Linked DNA regions of Mus musculus: all the other regions are linked to region 1. Evidence: chromatin contacts called from public promoter capture Hi-C data. All regions are on one chromosome and are shown on one strand. The core of a region is the stretch at or near the end of the contact, and the rest is flanking DNA. Distances in the headings are between cores, read along the strand shown.

Evidence for each region. Promoter capture Hi-C pulls out the DNA fragments that hold promoters and counts their contacts.
Region 2: a promoter capture Hi-C map of liver shows a contact between it and region 1. The contact joins the enhancer-like site here to the promoter of Nr2c1 in region 1. A contact is called at or near these places in 7 of 39 promoter capture datasets (the 3T3-L1 cell line, 3T3-L1-derived adipocytes, the C10 cell line and 4 more), 1 of 484 Hi-C or Micro-C datasets (bone marrow-derived macrophages), 5 of 115 datasets of contacts at active chromatin or transcription factors (bone marrow-derived macrophages, embryonic stem cells, fetal liver and 1 more) and 5 of 9 other capture datasets (adipose tissue, embryonic stem cells, liver and 2 more).
Region 3: a promoter capture Hi-C map of liver shows a contact between it and region 1. The contact joins the enhancer-like site here to the promoter of Nr2c1 in region 1. A contact is called at or near these places in 7 of 39 promoter capture datasets (the 3T3-L1 cell line, the HPC-7 cell line, liver and 2 more), 2 of 484 Hi-C or Micro-C datasets (both in bone marrow-derived macrophages), 3 of 115 datasets of contacts at active chromatin or transcription factors (bone marrow-derived macrophages, memory CD8 T cells and pancreatic cancer cells) and 4 of 9 other capture datasets (adipose tissue, liver, macrophages and 1 more).
Region 4: a contact with region 1 is called in a promoter capture Hi-C map of the HPC-7 cell line. The contact joins the enhancer-like site here to the promoter of Nr2c1 in region 1. A contact is called at or near these places in 2 of 39 promoter capture datasets (the HPC-7 cell line and liver), 2 of 484 Hi-C or Micro-C datasets (the HPC-7 cell line and bone marrow-derived macrophages), 1 of 115 datasets of contacts at active chromatin or transcription factors (effector CD8 T cells) and 4 of 9 other capture datasets (adipose tissue, embryonic stem cells, liver and 1 more).

The regions. Positions count from the first base shown.
Region 1 is chr10:94,146,602-94,149,700 of GRCm38.p6, reverse strand. Nr2c1 (nuclear receptor subfamily 2, group C, member 1) reads right to left here and starts at 1,770. Exons shown (of 14, transcript NM_011629.3): 1 at 1,599-1,770.
Region 2 is chr10:94,007,315-94,010,172 of GRCm38.p6, reverse strand. All of the region lies in intron 1 of Vezt (vezatin, adherens junctions transmembrane protein), which reads left to right. Among named protein-coding and RNA genes, the nearest start is that of Vezt, 27 kb to the left of the region's middle. Within about 2 kb of position 1,367, at least 7 of the 459 cell types and tissues checked have an H3K27ac peak or open chromatin away from gene starts, as enhancers often do. A contact at or near this core is called in liver, where this site is marked.
Region 3 is chr10:93,943,138-93,946,130 of GRCm38.p6, reverse strand. No RefSeq gene overlaps it. Among named protein-coding and RNA genes, the nearest start is that of Mir331, 19 kb to the left of the region's middle. Within about 2 kb of position 1,695, at least 79 of the 459 cell types and tissues checked have an H3K27ac peak or open chromatin away from gene starts, as enhancers often do. A contact at or near this core is called in bone marrow-derived macrophages, liver, macrophages and 1 more, where this site is marked.
Region 4 is chr10:93,914,259-93,917,510 of GRCm38.p6, reverse strand. No RefSeq gene overlaps it. Among named protein-coding and RNA genes, the nearest start is that of Metap2, 25 kb to the right of the region's middle. Within about 2 kb of position 1,375, at least 33 of the 459 cell types and tissues checked have an H3K27ac peak or open chromatin away from gene starts, as enhancers often do. A contact at or near this core is called in the HPC-7 cell line, where this site is marked.

The DNA of each region.
Region 1 (3,099 bases), core at 521-3,020:
TCTTAAAACTTTCAAACAGAGGTCCATTTTTCTGGAGATGGTTTTGAAAGGGTACGTGTGTGTGTGTGTGTGTGCGCGTGCCTGTGCACAGAGGATCTTATAGTGCTACTTTTTGTATGAGGTTGGTCTTTGCTATCACCGGGATAGGAATTACACACTTCACCACACCCTCAGAAGATATTTAGGCTTTGCTGCCTTGTATGGTCCCCTTGAAAACCTTTCACCTTGAAAGCGTTACACAGAATGATGAAATCATGAAATTGGTTAAATTTATTGTCACCATATGTTTAGTTTGTAATGGATACAAGCATCAAGTATCTTCTTTAATGACAATAGAAGCAACATTAAAACGACCTTTGAAACCAGAGTTAGGAGGCTATAAAGGGTGTCCTACAGGCTAGAACTGTACAGAAGGTCTAACTTGGAAACGGGAATTGTGGTTACTGCCACCCTTAGACTAATAGGTCTTTGGAATGATTGCAATTGGAAAACTTACACTGTATCCAAAGGTTCAAGATGCACACCAAAAGGTTACTGGCCATGTTGATACAAAGGACGTAAGACCTTTCCTTTATCTTCTATACATCTTCTGGGGTTTGGATACATGATTTCCAAGCCAGTCTCCACAAGAACTCCAGGTGACCTTTCCTGCTTTGCTTTAGCCTCCTGAGTACTGGGATTACAGGCATGTGTCACCAGCCTGGCTCCTTCCTGCAGGTCATCCAGGCTTTCTGTTCTTTCTCAATGTTAAATGGTCCACAATAAACTCCCACTTTTTCTTCCCTTCCTGGAATCTTCTCTAATGTACTTGCATTTCTGTCCCACCAAACTACAACTCCCAAGACACCCTCCCCAAACGATTTCCTTTTTCATGTTTGCTGTTTGATTAGAACAGATCAATAATCTCTTTCCAAATTTACCAAAGTAGACACGTAAAGTTTAGAGACAATTACTCAACCCGGTAAACAAGCAGACACTGTTTTAAAAACAAAGAACAACCCCTTCCTTGAAGTCTAAGACACACTAACAACTTCCAAGCGGTGGAAAAAAAAGCCCTAAACGGATTTAACTTCAAGTCTCTTTTGCTTGTCCTTTCCAGCTTTGGCTGACCTGCTTAACTCAGGGGTAGGGGACAGCCTGGCAATATCTGCACATCATGAGATGTTGTCTGCAGAAACTCAGGCAGTGCTCCTAACAAAAGAGCTACTGGAAGCTTTGATGTGCCCAGTGCATGAGATAGCCCTAGGCCACCTTCCCTCAGAGAAACAGCCACAGCGGATGCTGGTCCTCTCATGCAAGCAGAATCCTGAGCCGGAGGAGGTGTCATCCCGTAGCCCCGGGGTACATGGTCCCTCCGGTCCTGCGCCCCGCAGCTCCCTGCCCTGCACCCACCACGCGCGCAGCCCCGGGGCGGGGGAAGCGGCGCCGAGACGGAAGCGTTCCCTTTAGGTGAAAGGTCACCGGCCCGGCCCGGCCTCCCAAGGCTTTGGGCAATCCGCTAATGTCCGGCTCTCCGGTAACCGGGAGCTGGGACACTCAGGGACACGGGCGCTCGGGCCACGACGCTCGGCGGTTGGGCCGCCCCGCACCCGACTTACCCCTCCCGCCGCGGCGGCCGCTGGGCTGGAGAGAGCAGAGGCGAGGGGACCCGAGGCCAAGGGGACAGGGGAGCTTTCTGAGTTTGTGTTTTGGGGGTGGGGGTCAGAGTTCGTGACCCCACCCTCGGCTTGGCGGTGCGTGGTGCTCTTGGCGCCTGCGCATTAGCGCGGTGGAGAAGCGGCCGGCGGTGGTGACGTTCCCTGGGCGAAGCCGAGGGCCCCGGAGTCCAGCGGCGGTTCTGGAAGTCGATTGCCCCCTGTAGGTGTGGAGGGAGAGCGCCGCCGCAGCTGCGTGTCCACCCGATGCCCTGTGAGGATGATAGATAGCATCAAGTTCTTCCAATACCTGCAACTCTGGTGTCTGGCCTCCGCGGGCACGCGCACCCAAGTGCACATACCCAAACACACGTAATTGGAAATCAAGGACGACCGAGGGCTGGAGAGATGGCTCAATGGTTAAGAGGACTTGTGGTTCCTCCAGAGAACTTGGCTTGATTCCTAACACCCACCTGGTCTGTGGTCATCTTCTGTAACTTCAGTTCCATTGGATTTGGTGCCCTCTTCTGTGCACAAACATATGTGCAGGCCGAACACCCTACACACTAAGAGTAAAACTCTTGAAAGGAAGGGAGGAAGGCAGGAAGGAAGAAAGAAAGAAGGAAGGAAAGAAAAAGACAAGTCTTTTGAGACCTGGCCTGTCAGAACCCAGACTAGTCTTTTAACTAGTGATTCTCCTGCCTCCCTCTCCAGTGCTGTAGCGGTTTGTTTTGTTTTTAAATTTCATTAATACGGGCGTTTTACCTGCATCTATGCATCTAGGTGTACCTAGTCTAGGTGGAGGCCATCAGATCCTCTAGATGTGAACTTACAGATCGTTTTGAGTAGCCATGCAGGTACTCGGAATTGAACCTGGGCCCTCTACAAGAGCAGCCAATGCTCTTTAACAGCTGAGCCATCTCTCTTGCCCCTTAAAGGAAGTTTTGGTTTGAGAAATAATAAACAACCGAATGGGTCTGGGTTAGGTGTCTTTAATGTCTGGAAAACTGGACTTTGTTGTGGGCACTCTCTTAGATTAGTTCACCAGTGCTAAGGAGTCTGTGTAGGATAACAGGGCCCAGGAAAGAACACCCTGACCCTGACTTGACCCAAGCCCAAGACCTTGTCCCAGAGTCTGATCACAGAATCCCACCAACCCTCAAAGCTTTGGCCAAGATCAAGCCACATAATCCTCCCATCGCAGGCCACCCTGGAAAACCCCACACTCCAAGAAACCCTATATAAAGTCCATTTTTCTGCCCAGTTCCCTGAAGTTTCTTGAAGAGGCAGCCATTTTCCTGTTTTTTTTTTTTTTCCTTCCAGCAAATCTCGTGGGAGGTTTCTTGTGTGGTGTGGATGTGACTCTGTGGTATTCCTTGGCTCATGGTGGCCAGGCTACCTTTTCCAGAAGAGCTGTAACATCACGATTTGGGGAAACTTCCCCCTGCCTGAGCAGAGTGATAAC
Region 2 (2,858 bases), core at 118-2,617, 140 kb after region 1:
AACCTTTCCTGGAGCTCCTTTGTCTGCCAGGCGCATGCCTGACAGTAACAGTTACTGCCAAAGAGGGCTATGCCCTAAAAGGACGTTTTCTGGCTCTGTCAGTTCTATACAGACCCTCCAGTAGCAACAGCCAGAGCTCCAATGAAAAAAATTAGCTCCTTCCACCTGCCCCTGAGCCAGTGGTTCATTTGGCCCTTAAAAACATTTCCTTGAGCTGGAGGGATGGCTCAGCAGTTAAGAGCAATGACTGCTCTTCCGGAGGTCCTGAGTTCAATTCCCAGCAACCACATGGTGGCTCACAACCATCTGTGATGGGATCTGATGCCCTCTTCTGGTGTGTCTGAAGAGAGCAGTGGTGTACTCATATACATAAAATAAATAAATAAATCTTTAAAAAAACAAAAACAAAAAGCTCTTTCCTTGCCCTGACCCTCTGAGAATGTCCACCATGGCACATGAGCACCCAAGATTTCCATCCTTTGCTGTTGCTGAGTAAACTAGAGTGCATTTGGAGAGTTTGTGTCTCTCTTCCCTACTTTAGCTGGCAGCTCTGTTGCTGGTTTTGGAGCTGTGTCTCTAACACTGATTGACAGGTTTTTTTTTGTTGTTGTTTTTGTTTTTTTTTTTTCCAGACAGGGTTTCTCTGTGTAGCTCTGGCTGTCCTGGAACTCACTCTGTAGACCAGGCTGGCCTCAATCTCAGAAATCCACCTGCCTCTGCCTCCCAAGTGCTAGGATTAAAGGCATGCGCCTTTTTAAGATGGGTATCTCAGCTGGGCAGTGGTGGCCCACGCCTTTAATCCCAGCACTTGGGAGGCAGAGGCAGGTGGATTTCTGAGTTCGAAGCCAGCCTGGTCTACAGAGTGAGTTCCAGGACAGCCAGGGCTAAACAGAGAAACTCTGTCTCAAACAAACAAACAAACAAAAAAACCCAAAAAACAAAACAAAACAAAAAAAAAAAAAGATTTGCGTATCTCATGGAATGGAATCAAGGCTTTTAAAAAATGTGTTTATTTTTTGTGTATGGATGTTTTACATGACTGTCTGTTTACCAAGTGCATGCTTGGTGCCTGTGGAGGAGAAAAGAGGGTGTCAGATCCCCAAGAACTGGAGTTAGTTATGGACAGTTATGAACTGCCACAGTGGGTGCTGGAGCCAAACCTTGGTCCTCTGCAAGAACACAAGTGCTCTTAACTGCTGGGCCTTTTCTCTACCCACCTCAAAGTTTATTTGTTTTATATATGTGTGTGTGTGTGTGTGTGTGTGTGTGTGTATTTGCTACTCATCTAAGGTAACTTCCTCCATAGATTTCATCTGATAGTAACAGTGTGTTTCTGTTTAATGGAATTGGGATGACTTGGTATTGCATAACAAACTTTTTCTGGGGAGAAGTCAAACACTTGTCTACTCACCCCAGACATGGGGCCCAGGACAGACCAAAATACAGATACCACTAAAATCCAACTTGGTGAAGCAGTGAGTTTTATTGGAGCTACAGGAATACAGGTGAGGGGTCACTTACAGGAGCAGGAATGACTCAAAGACAGCTGCATCACCAAAACCCACCCCCAGGACTGGTGACAGCTCACAAAGCTGGGAGCCTGGAGCAGGCTGCACAGCTTGCAGGCGGCTCAACAAGTTGGGAGAGTGTCCTTTCCAGGTGCCTCAGGTGCTTTAAACCTCTTCCAAACACCACAGCTTCTGCTTCTCCGACAAGTCTGATCTCAAGATGTTCTTTGTAGCTTAGCTTGTCTGAGAGTCTTCTTTGTAGCTCAGCTTTGTCTGAGAGTCTCAGCTTTAATTTCATTCTCTGGCAGGGAGGGGTCTAGTGAGTTTGATCAGTTTCAGGGTCTTCCTGAAGATGTTTTGAGTTGTTTATCTCCCTGAGTAAAGAGCTTCCCTGTAGGGCAGAATGTCTCAGTCTTGGAGGAAACAGGTACACAACACTTGGGGCCAGGGACGGGATCTGTCCCTTAACCTATGCCCGTCTCCCCCCCACCAACCCCCCCATAACTTACAGAAAGATATATGCCTGGATTCTTCTAAATGCTTCCTGGGTTTTTTGTTTGTTTTTGAGACATAGTCTCACTATATAGACCATGCTGATTTAAAACTCAAGAGATTATGCCTCTGCTTTTGCTTCTGCCCCTCTGTCCCTCTACTTCTCAAACATGGAATTAAATGTATGTAGGGATCTCTCTGCATTGAATATAAGTATCCTGTTTTTAGGTGAGACAACTGAAGTAACCATGGCTTATAAATTGTCACAGATTATTTATCTAGTGACAGTCAAGAGTTGGAATTTGAACCTAAACTTTGCTTCCAGAGTTACCTTATTTTAATTTTTTTATTTGTTGTCAGACAGGATCTTAACAAGTGACCCAGACTGGCCTTCAACCTCCTCAATTCTGAGAATATGGGGGTGTTCTGTCACTCCCATCATAAGATGCTTGTATTTTTAACCACTGTAATCTCATGGATTGTTTGGTTTTTAAAAAAAAAAAAGTCTCACTCTCGTATCTGGCATTGCCTAATATGTTGAGTGAACTTGCGTTTTTAAAGGAACTTGAGTTTTGCTTGTAGTGTCAAGCATGGTGGGTAATGTGCATATTAGTGCTAAAGAAAGTGTTATCTACAACATTACACATAATATTATAATGAATATATTTAGGTTTTCTTGGCTTTAAGTAATTACTGTTTCACTGTAGGACCTCTTAGCAATTAACAATAGCCAGCACTGCCTATTTTAGAATGGTTTACTTAAAGACAACAAAAATTTGGATTAAAAAATTGCTTAAGAAATCTTTTTATAAATCTAAGCTCATTTTTCTTGCTGGTGCTCACTCAGAAAAATGTGTG
Region 3 (2,993 bases), core at 446-2,945, 200 kb after region 1:
TCAGAAGTTTCTATTTGCCTCACTTCTGTCTTTCCCGCTTGAAGACAGGGATCAATAGAACAAACAGACCAGTGTAAACCTGTGACCTGGAGGTTTGGCAATAACATTCCCTAGTGACAGTCATGTTCCTCCTGGGAGCCCTGGGGTGACAAATGGTATTGTAGCAGATGCATACGTGCCTGGAGAATAAATCCTCCCTCACCAAGACGGGCAGCTGACGTGGACTGTCAGCTCAGTGTCCACAGTGAGCTCTGCAAACTTCCTGCCTTCATTAAACTATTAGAAAAGTGTAGGTTCATTTACTGTGACGATCTTATCTATCTTCAAAGAAATTGAATCTTAATGGGATAACAGATGATTCCTCCCACACACACACACACACACACACATTTTCCACTGAAAGTTACAACATAAATCCATTCGGCCTCATTCTAAGAGCCGACATGAAGCTGTGCCTATCCAGCTGACCCTCCAAACACCATCTGCCTGCAGTCTTCCCTTTTTAGGGGCCTGGAGTTTTCTGGCTCAAGGACAAGACACGTTTATTTCCAATGGATCAACACTGTCACCCAGTGGACAGAGAGACAGTTCAGCAGGCTGAAGTGTAAACCTTCTCTCGGCTTGACAGCCAGGGTTTAAATAGGAACCTGGTTGTTTCAGAGGGTCAGGAGTGGGTGAGTTGTCCACTTTCCCCCTGTCAGGAACTAAACTAACTTCATTCAGCTGAGAAGCCTTGGATCTAGATGTCAGGTGAGTACAACTTAACCAGGATGTGTGTTTCCTCTCAACCATCTCCTCTGCCAAGATTCCCAGGGTCTAATAGGCTGACAGGAGCTGGGTGATCATTAGTGAATCACTCCTCAAGTAAAATAGCCTAGTGAAGTAAACTGTGAACTTTGAAAGCAGCCGGAGTTCAAACCTGGGTTCCACTACTTGCCTGTGTGGCCTCAGGCAAATTACTCTGCTTCTCTTACTTACAAAAAGGGGATTGACTGATTAATACACATTTTCATAGTTTTACCTAAGGGAATACTATATATTACTTTACTTGTGTAATGTAAGAAATGAAACAAATATCCTATTTTGTTTGTTTGTTTCTTTTAAGGGATACGGAACTCATAAAATGACTAGAAATGTCCAGCAAGGAAACCGCGCTTGCTTCAGCTCCTGACCCATCGTGGGCATCTATTAGTCCCACAGTTTGGCCTATCTGTCACTGTATGTTAGCTTTGCCCTCTCTAGAAACTTGGATGAGGCTATTTTACTTACGGAGTGGTTCTACTTGGTTGGAAATGGCTATTTCCTCGCTAGCTTATGTGCATGCACTTCTTAAAAGTGAGACCTGACCTGCGTCACTCCAGTAATGTCCGTGCCGACTCCTAAGGTGGGCTGTGCAGTCTTGAGTTTTGCTCTGTATGAGTAGGCAAAGGGAAGGAGAAGCCCAGGCAGATGCAAATCGTTCTGGTGTGTGAAGGGGGGGGGGGGGGAGCGACCAGGAAATCCTTGTGGGAAGTCAAGCTTTCTAGCTTCTCATTCATTCAAAGACATGGTATTTTTCCCTACTAGGTTTCAGACAGGGCCACCAGACCCATAAACAAACGATGACACACTCCCAGGAAGCTATTTAGGGCTCCCCGAGGGCAGCGCCCTAAAGACAACTCACCAGGAGCAGCTGGTGCTTTGCCAGACTCCAGGCCTTTGGCGTTTGCAGGCTTAGTCTGATGAAGGGCAAGCCTTTCAAGCTCTGATTCACCCCTCAGCATAGTTCTGGGGTTAGCGTGGGAGCCAAGCAGTGGGAACTTCCACTGGATCCAAAGGGAAGGTCTTAGAGCAGCAGTTCTCAGTCTGTGTGTCACAACCCCTTCAGGAACTGCATATGAGATACTAACATTACAATTCATAACAGTAAGACAATTACAGTTATGAAGTAGTAATGAAATGATTCTTATGGGGGGTGGAGCACCACACCATGAGGAACTGTATTAAAGGGTTGCAGCATTAAAAGGGTTAAGAACCACTGCTGTAGAGGCTAAGTAGGAGAACGGCACGGTCATGTCCGTGTGTTTAAAGAACACGTAACTGTGGTCTTTTCCACCCATGTCCCAGTTCCTGAATAAGAACTTGCAGGCTTACCCTATGGGTGGAGCAACATTATGAACTAGCCAGTGCCCCGGAGCTCTTGACTCTGGCTGCATATATATCAAAGGATGGCCTGGTCGGCCATCACTGGAAGGGGAGGCCCATTGGACTTGCGGGCTTTGTGTGCCCCAGTGCAGGGGAACACCAGGGCCAAGGGGGGGGGAGTGGGTGGGCAGGGGAGTGGGGGTGGGTGGATATGGGGGACTTTTGGTATAGCATTGGAAGTGTAAATGAGCTAAATACCTGATAAAAAATGGGAAAAAAAAAGAACTTGCAGGCTTATTATTTATTAATAAAGACCTAGGCCTTAAGCTAGGCTTGTTCCCCGACTAGCTCGCAACTCAATCATCCTATTATTCTATGTCTGCCAAATGGCTGGTTACCTCTCCTCAGTTCATAAGACCGACTTCCTCCGAGCCCGAGTGGCAAATCCTCCCACATGACTATTTCCCAGAATTAGTCTCTCCCCCCCCCGCCCCCGCCAGATGTCCCACGTTCTAATCCTGCCTCAAAACTAATTGGCTAGCAATTTTTTTATTGACAAATGGTGTTTTTACAAATGCATAAGAGATTATCCCTACAAGAACACCCTGTAATGGGAACAAAACACCCATGGAAGGAGTTACAGAGACAAAATTTGAAGCTGTGACGAAAGGATGGACCATCTAGTGATTGCCATATCCAGGGATCCATCCCATAATCAACTTCCAAATGCTAACACCATTGCATACACTAGCAAGATTTTGCTGAAAGGACCCAGATATAGCTCTCTCTTGTGAGACTATGCCGGGGCCTAGCAAACACAGAAGTGGATGATCACAGTCAGCTATTGGATGGGTCACACGGCCCCCAAT
Region 4 (3,252 bases), core at 126-2,625, 230 kb after region 1:
GTGTTTTCATTGAGGTGCATTGAAATTTCCTAAAGTGAAGCAGGCGGATGTTAGCAAGGCTCCTTGGGTGTTTGGTTGAGAATCAGATTCTGTGTGTGTGCATCAGGGGTGAGTGGGTACAGCATCAGTGAATGCACACACATTAATTGTGCAGTTAGAGACTGGCAGTGGTGGCGCACGCCTTTAATCCCAGCACTTGGGAGGCAGAGGCAGGCGGATTTCTGAGTTCGAGGCCAGCCTGGTCTACAGAGTGAGTTCCAGGACAGCCAGGGCTACAAGAAGAAACCCTGTCTAGAAAAACATAAATAAATAAATAAATAAATAAATAAATAAATAAATAAATATGCAGTTAGGGTTTGGAGTAAGAGCTATACTAAAAAGGAAAGTGTAAAAAGGATTTGGAGTGGGCTGTAGGGATGGCTCAGTGATTAAGAACACTGGCTGCTCCTCCAGAGGACCCTGGTTTGATTCCCAGTACCCAGGTTGCTGCTGACAAACCTCTCTAACTCCAGTCCCAGGTTATTTATCGCCCTCTTCTGGCCTCTGCAGGCACGGCATGCATGCAGTAACCTCAAGCCAAACACTGGAGAGATGGTTCAGTGGTTAAGAGCACTAGTTGCTCTTCCAGAGGTCCTGAGTTCAATTTCCAGCAACCACTTGGTGGCTCACAACTATCTGTAATGTAGACATACAGAAAGACAGAGAACTTATATACATAAATAAAGCAATCAAACAAACCAAACCAAACCAAACCAAACCACACCAATTTGTTTTAAAGGTCTAAGTAAATAATTGAAGATATGGAGTTGATCAACAAAAGGAGGGGGTGGATAATAAATAGCCACGCCACCGTTGAAGAAACCAGAGTCAGGCGCATGGGGGCCAGGTACTTGATTACCTGACGGCTGGAAAATAAAAATGCTGGATTACAACAATTGAGCGCTCTCTGTCTCTCCTTTTTCTGTGTATTCTCTTGCAATGCTAGATTATAATTGCTCTCTCTTGCTCTCATTCTCTCTCTCTCCCCCTCCCCCTCTCTCTTCCTTTTCTGTGTCTTCTCTTGCTATGCTGGATTACAATTGTTCTCTCTCTTCTCTCCCCCTCCCCCTCCCACCCTCCCTCTCCCTCTCTCTTTCCCCCCTTCTCCTCCCCTCCCCCTCCCCCACCCCCTCTCCCTCTCCCTTTTCTGGCTTTGAGAGCACAGGGCTCTGCCCCTTGAGGTACAGTCCCCTTCCACAGCACAGGAGATGCAGCTGAGCTTCGAGTCTGCAACTGCATAGCTCCATGATTCTCGGAGTCCCACGGACAACGGCTGAGGAGACAAACCACACAGGAAACAAAGAAAACAAAACCAACCAACCAAAACCCAAAAAACGAGTGGGTAGACTTTCTGAACACTCTGACCAAGGCGAGGCACTTAGAGACTGCCTCCCTAGAACATGTGCACACCCCTCCATTTATAAGCACAGAGGGCTGGCAGAATGGCAGCTTAACACACATTTAGAAACCCACCCAGAAACCTGACCCTAATTACCGTTTCCCGAGCCCAGACCCGAGCACTTGCCTAGACAGGAGTCTACTTTTCTTTGATTTTCTGCAAATGCACCTTTTGGGTTGTTCTAAAGGAAAGGAAAGCTCACCTCTAAAGTGTAAAGTCCCTTAATCCCTGGAAGAAAGCGTTCTTTCCCTCCTTGCTAACAGGGCCAAAAATTTAGATACAAAAGCTCCTGTGTAAAACTCTACAAGGTGGAAGGGACTTTTGTTTGGTATAAATGCCAAGTTAGTCAAATGCCAAGTGGGTGGTGGCACTCAGCAAAACTCCCAATTAGCTTTTGAAAGCATTGCTTTCAAAAACACAGCATCGTTTTATGTAAAGACCAACAGCCCCTGTGTGAGCAAAGATGATGGTCTCTGCTGCTTTTCTCAAGGCATTGGCAGTGATGTTTGTCATCTCTAGTCTGAGGGACAGAGGCTAACCCCGCCCCCCGCCCCCATCTCCCGCAGGTCTAAGTTCCCAGGAAACCAGCCCCGAATCTCAGTCTAGGGTGGCGGTGGACAGTCACTGAAGGCACTGGGGATGGGTAACCCACCCAACAGAGAGTCAGAGTACTAAGAACTGCTAATCAGTACAGTTGGTGGGGCCGGGGAGCCGACTCCAATGGCAAACGGCTGGGTGCCTGATTCCATCCGAAAAGGACCAGGGGGCGGGCTCCATCAGCGAGGAGCTTGCTTTCCAAGCACAAGGGACCCGAGTTGGAGTTTCCAGAGCTCATGTTTTTAAAAATCCAGATGCATTAATACACACTAGTAATCCTGCCTCCAGGGAGGCAAAGGCAACAGATCCACGAGGCTTGCCAGCCAAATAGCCTAGCTTATTTGACAAGCTTTAGGCTAACGAGAGACGCTGTCCCAAAAAATTTAGGCAAACAGCACCTGAGGAATGACACTGTGGGCCATGGGCCGGCCGCCATACACCTGGAACACTCTCCATACATATATAGAGCTACATACACATATACATACACATGATAATGTTTGCATGTGGTTTATATCTATACACATGTATGCGAATGTCTATATACATATATGAATGAGTATGTGGGAGCCAGAGTTTGACAGCACGTGTCTTCTTCAATTGAGTCAGAATCTCTCATGAGCCAGAAGCTGCTTCAGCAAGTCTGGCTGGCCAAGGAGCGCAGCATCTACCTTCTTCCATCTCTGTTACTTAGTCGAGTGATCTCACTTTCTGCTTTTCGAAGCTCAGTGACATAGACCCTTTAAGAGTCCTAATTTTACATGAGGAGATTAAGGCCTTGAGAAATTAAGTGCCTCCAGTCCCATGACCAGGAGCTTAAGAGTCAGGTGAATGTCAGGGTCTAAAGTCTAAACTGCTACATCACGGTGACATTTGAATTCCTGGTCACGGAGTTGGGTTAGGGTTAAAAGCAAGACAGTGATAACCAGTCTAGTACTTGACACCACCACACTCTAGAGGAAAATATGAGAGAAGCAGAAGCAAAAATGAGCAGAGAATTCAAGCTTCCCCACATACACACACAGCCAGAGCTGTCTGGTCCCCACAAGGACCCTGTTGGGAACTGTGTATGTTTTAGGATGTGCCTCAGAATCTGGTCTGTGATCAAATCCACAGAGTCCATCCCACCATGGGCCCAAGACTGGAGTTAGAAAAGATCCCTTTGTTGTCTCAGCTCTTCATAAAATTTCTATAATGTTCTGTGTGAATATACAGTG